Regions from separate parts of the Sus scrofa genome. Here region 2 is linked to region 1. The links are chromatin contacts, called in public Hi-C maps. All regions are on one chromosome and are shown on one strand. The core of a region is the stretch at or near the end of the contact, and the rest is flanking DNA. Distances in the headings are between cores, read along the strand shown. Region 1 holds the start of GPRC5C (G-protein coupled receptor family C group 5 member C). Region 2 has its middle 9.6 kb from the start of GPR142.

What was found. A called contact is a pair of places that touch in the nucleus more often than the background predicts.
Region 2: a contact with region 1 is called in a Hi-C map of skeletal muscle, with 6 times the contacts expected there. The contact joins the enhancer-like site here to the promoter of GPRC5C in region 1. A contact is called at or near these places in 9 of 47 Hi-C or Micro-C datasets (embryonic fibroblasts, epiblast stem cells, heart right ventricle and 3 more) and 1 of 2 datasets of contacts at active chromatin or transcription factors (skeletal muscle).

Annotation. Positions count from the first base shown.
Region 1 is chr12:6,713,903-6,718,183 of Sscrofa11.1, reverse strand. It overlaps GPRC5C (G-protein coupled receptor family C group 5 member C), which reads left to right and starts at 2,905. Exons shown (of 6, transcript XM_021068072.1): 1 at 2,905-3,196; 2 at 3,334-3,597. The coding sequence starts at 2,905.
Region 2 is chr12:6,753,721-6,758,053 of Sscrofa11.1, reverse strand. No RefSeq gene overlaps it. Among named protein-coding and RNA genes, the nearest start is that of GPR142, 9.6 kb to the left of the region's middle. Within about 2 kb of position 2,608, at least 32 of the 83 cell types and tissues checked have an H3K27ac peak or open chromatin away from gene starts, as enhancers often do. A contact at or near this core is called in embryonic fibroblasts, epiblast stem cells and skeletal muscle, where this site is marked.

The DNA.
Region 1 (4,281 bases), core at 1,656-4,155:
TGTTTTTAGGGCTGCCCCCAAGGCATGTGGAAATTCCCAGGCTAGAGGTTGAATCGGAGCTGTAGCTGCTGCCCTACACCACAGCCACAGCAACGCAGGATCCGAGCTGCATCTGTAACCTACACCACAGCTCACAGCAATGCCAGATCCTTAACCCACTGAGCGAGGCCAGGGATTGAACCCGCATCTTCATGGACACTAGTAAGGTTTGTTAACCACAATAGAAACTCCTCACACAGCATATTACAGACAGTCCCCCACAATCCATTAATCCAAGATCTCTCTGAGCAGGGAGTGGACAGTGTCCCTATGGACACTAGTTCTCTAAGTGATAGCTTTTGGTGAGGATGGGAGTTCAGAAAGGCTTCCACGGCCAGGAGTCACTAAACTGCGTGAAGGGTTTTGGGGGCGCCGATGAGGCAGCCTGCAGTGGGGAGTCTTGGAAGCAAGGGCATCTTCCACCAAACTTTTCTTCTGGCCACTGGCTGTGTCCAGCAGCATCCACACGGCCAGCCTCCTAGGACTGAGGATGGGGCTCTCAGGATTTCCACCTCCAGGGTTCCTGCCCTTGACAGGCCCTAGGGAGCTAAAGCCAAGGACACCATGGATCCTGGAGGCTCAGAAGCCCCAGGTCATCTGCCCTGAGGGCCTTGCTTTCTTTTTGGAGGCAGATCCTGTTCAGGAGGGAGATGGGGTGGAACGGCAGAGAGCAAACCGTTCTCAGAAAAGTGCCTTATGTTCCCACTGCTGTCATCCCACCGGGCTGGCCGAGGGCAGAGCTCAGCTTGCTGAGGTGTCCAGGCCCATGTGTAGGCCAGCACCTGTGGGCGGCCAGGCACCTGAGAGCCCATCCTTACCCTTGCCTAGACCCAGAGCGAACGGGGACACCTGTCTCTTGGGGGAGGTCTCTGGAGGGTGAAGGGGTTTCCAAAACTTGGAAGCAAATTGAGACGGATGCAGAACCCCTGGGTGTCTCCCTGCAGGTCAGTCTTCGCCCACACCTTTCCCAGGGTCCAAGAATCTGCTTTTCACATATGCTAATAAGCGAGCCCTCCCAGCAACCTGGTTTGAGCATAGGTTGCCCAGTTAATGAAAACTAGTCAGAGGCCCGAGTGACTTATTAATTTCTGCTAAGTCTGACCTGCCGCTCCCTGCCCCAGGGTGGGAGGGTCCCACTGCCTGGCCCTTAGCAGCTGTCTGCATCCCCTGAGAGGTGGGGTAGGAGGTGGAGTAGGGGGAGGGGGACCAAAAGCCCAACTCTGTGGCAGACACGGGCTCTTCCTCTTTTTTATTTTTTTTTTTCTTTTTAGGGCCACACCCGAGGTATATGGAAGTTCCCAGGCTAGAGGTGGAATCAGAGCTGCAGCTGTGGGTCTATACAGCAGCCACAGCAACCCCAGACTGGAGCCACATCTTCAGTCTACACCCCGGCTTGCTGCAAGAGCCAGAGGCTTAACTCACTGAGCGAAGCCAGGGATTGAACCGGCATCCTCCTGGATACTAAGGATTCCTAACCCACCAGTCACAATGGGAACTCCTGCTCTTCCTCTTAATATTGAAAAGAACTGAAACAATTCAGTCTTTCACCACATTTCCCAGGCCAGCCAGCGAGGGCCAGGCGCAGGAAGAGGTACAGAGTTCTAGAAAACCAGGGCCCCAAAGCCAGTTCTGGCCGCTAAGCAAACCTTGCCTCCAGGAGTCCGAAAAGCTGGCCTGCGAGGGGAGGAGCCGGCCTGGGGTTTATCGCTCTGGCAGCTCCCGGTGATTCATTGAGTTTGACTTCTGGTTGTCATAGACTGAGACACGCAAACAAACTGCCCGGGAGGTACCCCTCCCCTCCCGGCGCCCTCCCTCCACCTTGCAACCCCCTCGCCCGTGACCAGCCGCCACCACCCCCGCCCCCTGGATTCCCGGCCCCCTCCCGGGTGCTCCCGGCTCACATGCCCAGCTGCCCGCCCCGCCACCGGCTGGCCCCAACTGCGCGCTGCTGGCGATCCCCCAGGCAACTCGGCGTCACGAGAACCAGCACCCCAGAGACCCGGCGCTCTGCCCTCCCTTCGCGTCCCCTGGGCCCCAGCCAGGCCCAGCAACCTCTCCCTTCTCGGTATGCCGCAGCCCCTCCGGGCCTCCGGCGCTAGCTAACTAGGCCCCGCTGGGCGCCCCCGGACAGCGCAGCCCACCTCCCGCGGAGCCTGCGGCCCCCGGGGAAGGCGGCCGGAAAATCTCTTGTTTACTGGGCGGGAGCGATCCCAGCTTGGATTCGCTTCCCCTTTTCGGCAGTTCCCCCTCTGCTGATCCTGGAGCCGGAGGGGAAAGGGTGGCAACTCGCTGATCCACCCGGGGATAGGTGGTGAGGGTGGGGCATGGGGAGGGGGTACCCGAACTCGTGGAAAAGTCCCCAGGCGGCGGGGGGATCAGGACTCGCTGTCAGGCCGATGTGTCCCAGAGCGCAGAGACCGCGGGAGCCGGTTTAAACGCTGTACCTCGGGGAACAGAATCGTGAAGGCTAATTAGGACAAGTCGGAACAGGGAACGGGGGCGCGGGGAGGAGAGCGCGCGCTAAGGTGTCGGGGCGATCGCAGGAAACTCAGGCGCCGGGCGGTCGGACCTAGGGCGACTTCTGCCCAGTGTCCTGAGTGATTCTGTGCCCGGCCCACGGCAGTGCTAGGGGCGCGCGCAGGGGCGATCCCACACAAACTTGGTGACCGAGTGCCGGGGAAGGATCGGACGTGCAAGAGGCGGACACTCTGTGTGTGTGTGTCCACGTGTGCAAAGTCGGGGAGGGGAGGGGGCACAGAAAGCGTGACACAAACAGACTTCGTGTCTGCGTGTGGGTCTCGCTCTAGCCCGGAGCAGCGAACTGTGGCCCGCGTGTGTCTCACGGGAGAGCCAGGACCAAGGTGACAAAGACTAGGAGTCCGCCACGGAGAGACGCACCAAGGTGGCCCCCGCGCGTGTCTGCGTGCGCGCACTGGGACGTGCGGAGAGGGAGAGCCCGCCCGCGAGGTGTGCTGGGCGGCACCCCAAACCGCTTTCCAGAGAGAAAGCCGAGTCCAGAAAGTGAGTGCGCGTGAGTGTGTGCGCGCGCCCGCGTGCGGGGGCGTGGCAGTAAACAGCAACAACCCACAAGCCAGCTTGGCCAGAAACTCCGATCTCCCTCCGAAGCCGGAAAGTGCGACTCGTCCGCAGCCCGGAGGTGAGTCGGGGGTGGGGTGGGGTGGCGTGGGAGGAGGGCTGGCCGGGCTTTGTTACTGTGTAAGCGGATCGCACGTACCTGGAGCGCTGCGGGCGCCCGATAAGCGCCTGAATGGAGGTGATGTCACGGTGATGCAGACGCCGGCCCACCCTCGCTGAGAGAAAGGAGCCGAGCTTGGGGAGAGGCCAGCGCGAGAGCAAGCGACGGAGCGAGGCCAGCTCAGCCCGGGTCCCGCGGAGAGGCAGGCCGTGCGCCCCGATCCCCTGCCGGGGCCCCGCCACTCCAGGTCCCGGCTGGGCCTGGCCCCGCGCCCTACCCGGAGTCCCTCCCACCCCTGCGTGCGCCCCGCCTGGAGTTGGCCCCAAACGCCGCGCCGGAGCTGGGCAGGCGGCGCGTCCCAGGTAAGGGCTGTTGCCTTCCCGCTCCGCCCTCGCCTTGGCCGCCCGGAAGAGTAGGGTCGGGTCGGACTGGTGGGGAGTGGGCGAAGGTAGAGGCCCCAGGGGTGGAGAACCCGGGGGCGGAGGACGCCGATCCTACTCCGCTCGGTCTCAGAAACTTTCCGAACACGAGCGGGCTGGGGACTAGGGGTGTGGGAAGCCCGGCGCTGCGGCTCCGCGTTGGCGGCGAGGGAGAGCTGCACCATCAGGGTCTCCAAGGACTGCCCTCCCCAGCCTCCGCGCCTCTCTGCGCGAGTCCACGGTCAATAGCGACCAGGGGGCTGGCGTCCTCTCTGCTGGCCGCTACCTTGGTTGAGGAGGGCAGGTTTCTGTGGTCAGAGGAAATGGGGGAGGCTGGCTCCCCTGCTCTCCGCCATCCAGACGCGCGTGGGAGTAGATCCCAGCACCGGGGCGGAGTAGGGAGGGGAGGGCTCAGAATTTGCCTTCGAGAAGTTCGCAGTTTCGGTCAAAGACCCTTTACTCTTGGCAGCGTGGCTTCCAGATGCCTTTCCTTTCCCCGCTCCTCCCCGCCCCCCGCGGAGTTTCCTGCCCTTCCCAGCCGCGGGGGTTGAATTGCTTCCCTCCACCCCTAGACCCCCTGCAGTTTTAAACCCAGCAAAACCCCTCCACGGTCTTGATCCTGAAGCA
Region 2 (4,333 bases), core at 1,359-3,858, 40 kb before region 1:
CTCCCTTTATATGCATTTTTTGTTTTTCTTTTTTTGGCTGCCCTGTGGCATGTGCAGTTCCCAGGCTGGGGATCAGAACCAAGACACAGTTAAAACCTACACCACAGCTGGGGCAACACTGGATCCTGTAACCTGCTGTGCCGGGCTGGGGATCAAACCTGTGTCCTGGTGCTACAGAGATGCCTCCGATCCCACTGTGCCACAGCAGGAATGCCCGTGCATTTTTTTTTTTTTTTTTTTTTTTTTTTTTTTGTCTGCACCCGAGGCACTAGGCCACCAGGGAACTCTGGTGCATTTTCAGCATTAAACTCTCAGTCTTCTGAAGGAGAACGGGACTGCTGGTGTGTGGGTGACCCTTCATTCCTCCTGCTGAAATATCCAGACTAACAGAAATCCTTTTTGGAATTCTAAGTTTTTTCCTTACAGTCCCCCTCCACTCCCACCCCCAAGGAAATATTCCTTCACTTCTTTCTTTCTTTCTTTCTTTCTTTTTTCTTTTTCTTTTTTTTTTTTTTTTTTTTTTTTTTTTTTTTTTTTTTTTTTTTTTTGTCTTTTTAGGGCTACACTGGAGGCATATGGAGGTTCCCAGGCTAGGGGCCCAATCGGAGCTGTAGCCGCCGGCTTACACCACAGCCACAGCAACGCGGGAACCGAGCCGCATCTGCGACCTACACGACAGCTCTTGGCAATGCTGGATCCTTAACCCACTGAGCAAGGCCAGGGATCAAACCTGAGTCCTCATGGATGCTAGCTGGATTTGTTTCCGCTGCACCATGATGGGAACCCCCTCCATTTTTCTTTCTTTTTTAAATTTAATTTAATTTAATTTTTAATTTTTTTGTTGTTATTTCCCCAGTTCATTTTTTTTTCCTACTGTACAGCATGGTGACCCAGTTACACATACATGTATACATTCTTTTTTCTCCCATTTTTACTGCTGGTTGCAGTAGCAGGATTCAGTGTAGGTTTTGAATCTTAAACATCATCTTTCTTCCTGGATTCTTGGAAGATCTTGATGTTTTTTGATTAAACTGTGATGAAAAATATCTGAAGACAAGTGTCTTTCTTCAAGAAGTTTCCCAGAGTTTGAAGTTCTCTTGTTGCACAGGGGGAACTTTCACATGCCAGAGGTGTGGCCAAAAAAGAAAAAAAAACAACCAGTTCCCCCAAGTCTGCTATAGATCTTTTAAATTCCACACTGACTGTATCTTTTATTTCAGAAGAGTTTCTCCTACTTTCTTAATCATGATTGGGTGTCTGGAGTTCCCATTGTGGCTCAGTGGTTAAAGAATCTGACTAGGAACCATCAGGTTGCGGGTTCGATTCTTGGCCTTGCTCGGTGGGTTAAGGATCCCTCTGCTGCTCATATTGGTTCTCAGACAGGAGAATAAATACATTGTTTGCCGAGTCTCCTGGACTCCCTTTAGTGCTCCCACCTCCAGCAGTGTTTTTCCATTCTACGCTGGGCTGAAAGTTTGCACAGCTTTCCAGCTTTGCCAAAGATGCCCTCTTATCTGCACCTACTTCCTATAGTTTCTTATGTGGCTGTCAGAGCCCCCAGGCCTGTTCTCACTTCCCCAGTCCCGCCCCTGCCCGCCCCACGCCACATCCAGTCCACTTCAGGCTAATTGGGTAAACCCACAGCTGCCCGTGTCGTCCTGGGATGGGTGGGGGCATGATAGGGACAAGAAGCCAGACTTTTGGAAGATCTGTTGTTTTCAGCAACCAGGCCCAGGGGAGGTGCCCCAGAGAGGAAGAGTATACTTATTTATTGAATTAAATGTTGAGCCCTTTGTCAGCCAGGTTATAGATGCGCTGGCAGGGACAACAGGACTGTCGTTGACATGGGGGTGTCTTGGGAATCTTGTGCCGCTCCCCCTTCCCGCCACCTCCCCTGAAGCCCAAACTCTGTCAGTGGGAAAATTTGGCCTCCTGGAAGGGTCCTGAGGCCCAGCTCCCCCTTTGGCCTGTATCTATGGGCTCAGACAGCAGGGGGCGCTGCAAGACTGGCGGGATGGACCGACGGGACCAGGAGCCCCAGGGGCAGGGCTTTAAGCCAGATTTCTAGGCGGATCTAAGTTATTGCAAAGAAACAGTGCCTGCCCCCTGTCCACAGCCAGCGGGGAGCACTGTGGAAGGCAGGGCTCAGCTGCTCCCTTTGTCCCTCTCCTCCACCCTGAAGCCACAGAAGCCACGTTCTCCTGCCAAGCTGGGGTTAGCCAGCGGGGGGCGGCAGGTCACTGCAGGTTTCTCAGATCCTTCCTGCGGTTGGAAAGGTTTCACAGCGTGGCACTGTGTGAAGGGCCCTTTCATTGTGCTCGTCCCTCCACCCTGCATGCGCAGGGTCCAGCCAGTCCCTCCTGCGGCCTCGGATCTGGCCGCCTGCCTTCCGTGCTCTGAAGAGCCCCAGGGCCTCAGTCAGTGACTCTGGGGTCCCAGGTTCCACCCAGATCCCACCCCTGGCCAGCGGTTCCTGTCCGTGGTGGCCACTTGGGCATCCTCCCCACCAAGGGAGTTTGAACGTTGGCATCAGCCCCACAGGACAAGGATGGAGGGAAAGGCGCCGGAAAGTGAGGAGGGAGGGAACCCCACAGTGAGTCATGAGCAGAGCTGGGACCCAGGGCAGAGGGGACCCAGGGTGGGGCTCCCAGGATGCTGCCTGCTCTCCAACCAGGAGATCCTAGGAGGCTTGGGGGGGGGGGCTCCGGGGGCACCTTTGGGGGCAAGGAGGCTGACCTAGGCCGGGGGGGGGGTGCCATGCTAGGGCCCTGGCCCTCTATTTAGGGAAGGAAAGGAGGAGGCCGATCCAGAGCCTCTTCTGACTGAGGCCAGCTCCAGCCTTCACACCTCTGCTCAACGAGCCAGTGGAGGGGAGCCGCCCGGCAGAGAAGGGGAGCCTCCCCCCCCCCCGGGGGGGCTCCCTCACTTTCTTGAAAGCAGAGGCGAGGCCATCCTCCAGGTCCCTCCTGGAGAACGTGGCTTAGGGCCGGACTTAGCCTCTCCGCTGCCAAGAGGTTAGAGTCACAGAGTCCCCACCTGCCCGCCTCTTTACCTGTTTCCTCCTTCTGGGCAGGAGCGGGGAGGGGGTGGTGAGGTCACAGTTGGTCCTCCCCAAAGTCACCTCCCACCCCTGACCCCAGGTCCCCATCCCCTAGGCCGGTGGGAGGAGTTGGGTCCTCCCTGTGGCCTTGGGAGCCCCTCCCACCGGATTGCCAGCGCCCCCCACCCCCCGCGCCCCCTCCCGTCTGCCCTCTCTCCGGGGCTGCTGGATGTGAAAGAGTTAACGAGGTCTGTGGTGGTGCCTTCCCGGACTCCTCCTAGAGGTATATTTAGCCGGCAGGGCCGGGCCGAGGGAGAGGAATGCTCAGATGCCCAGACGCGGTGGCCGCGGATCTGCCCCTCCCCTCCCCTCCCCCCCCACCCCCCGGAGGGTGGGGGCGGGACGGTGGGGGGAGGGGAGTTAGCGGAGGGAAAGGAGCAGGGAGGTGTGAGTTGGCTTTAAATGGAAGGCTATGGTCTCAGAGACGACTTTGAGGCCCCGGGAAGAGGACGGGGTGGAGGAGCCCTTTTCCAGGAAGAAGGACTGGGGGACCTAGTGGCTCAGGGATGAAGAAAAGAGGGCAGGGATCGGAGGTCAGAGGGCTCCTTGGTGAGGGGCGCTGGGGCTCGGGCAGGGCTGCTGGAAGTCCCTTCCACCTGCTGAAATGGCTGCTGGCCTGGGGCCAGGGAACATGGGAACTGGGGTCTATGTTGGGGTGTCCCTTCTGGGTCAGGTGCCCCCTGGGCTAGTGGCCAGAGATGAGATGGTTTGGGGAGCACCGCCCTGGGAACTGCATGTCCACTTTGGGACCACAGACCTGGCCTCCAGACATCCCGTGGGGTGGAGCTAGAGGAGAAGGGTTTTTCCAAGTTGTCCATCGAGAGGGCTTCCAAAGGCCCTACACTCAGGAGCTTGGTGTTTGAGAAGTGACTGGCAGGTGGGCTGATTGCTGCATATTTTTGACTTTAAGAGGGTGGAGGAGGAGTTTCCGTCATGGCTCAGTGGTTAATGAATCCAATTAGGAACCATGAGGTTGCAGGTTCAATCCCTGGCCTTGCTCAGTGGGTTAAGGATCCGGTGTTGCTGTGAGCTGTGGTGTAGGCCGGCGGCAACAGCTCTGATTCGACCCCTAGCCTGGGAACCTTCATATGCCGCAGGAGTGCTCCTAGAAATGGCAAAAAGACAAAAAAATAAAAAAATAAGAGGGTGGCGGAGCGAGTTAAGGACCTGGCATTATCACTGCAGTGACTCAGGTCACTGCTGTGGTGCAAGTTCAATCCTGGCCTGGGAACT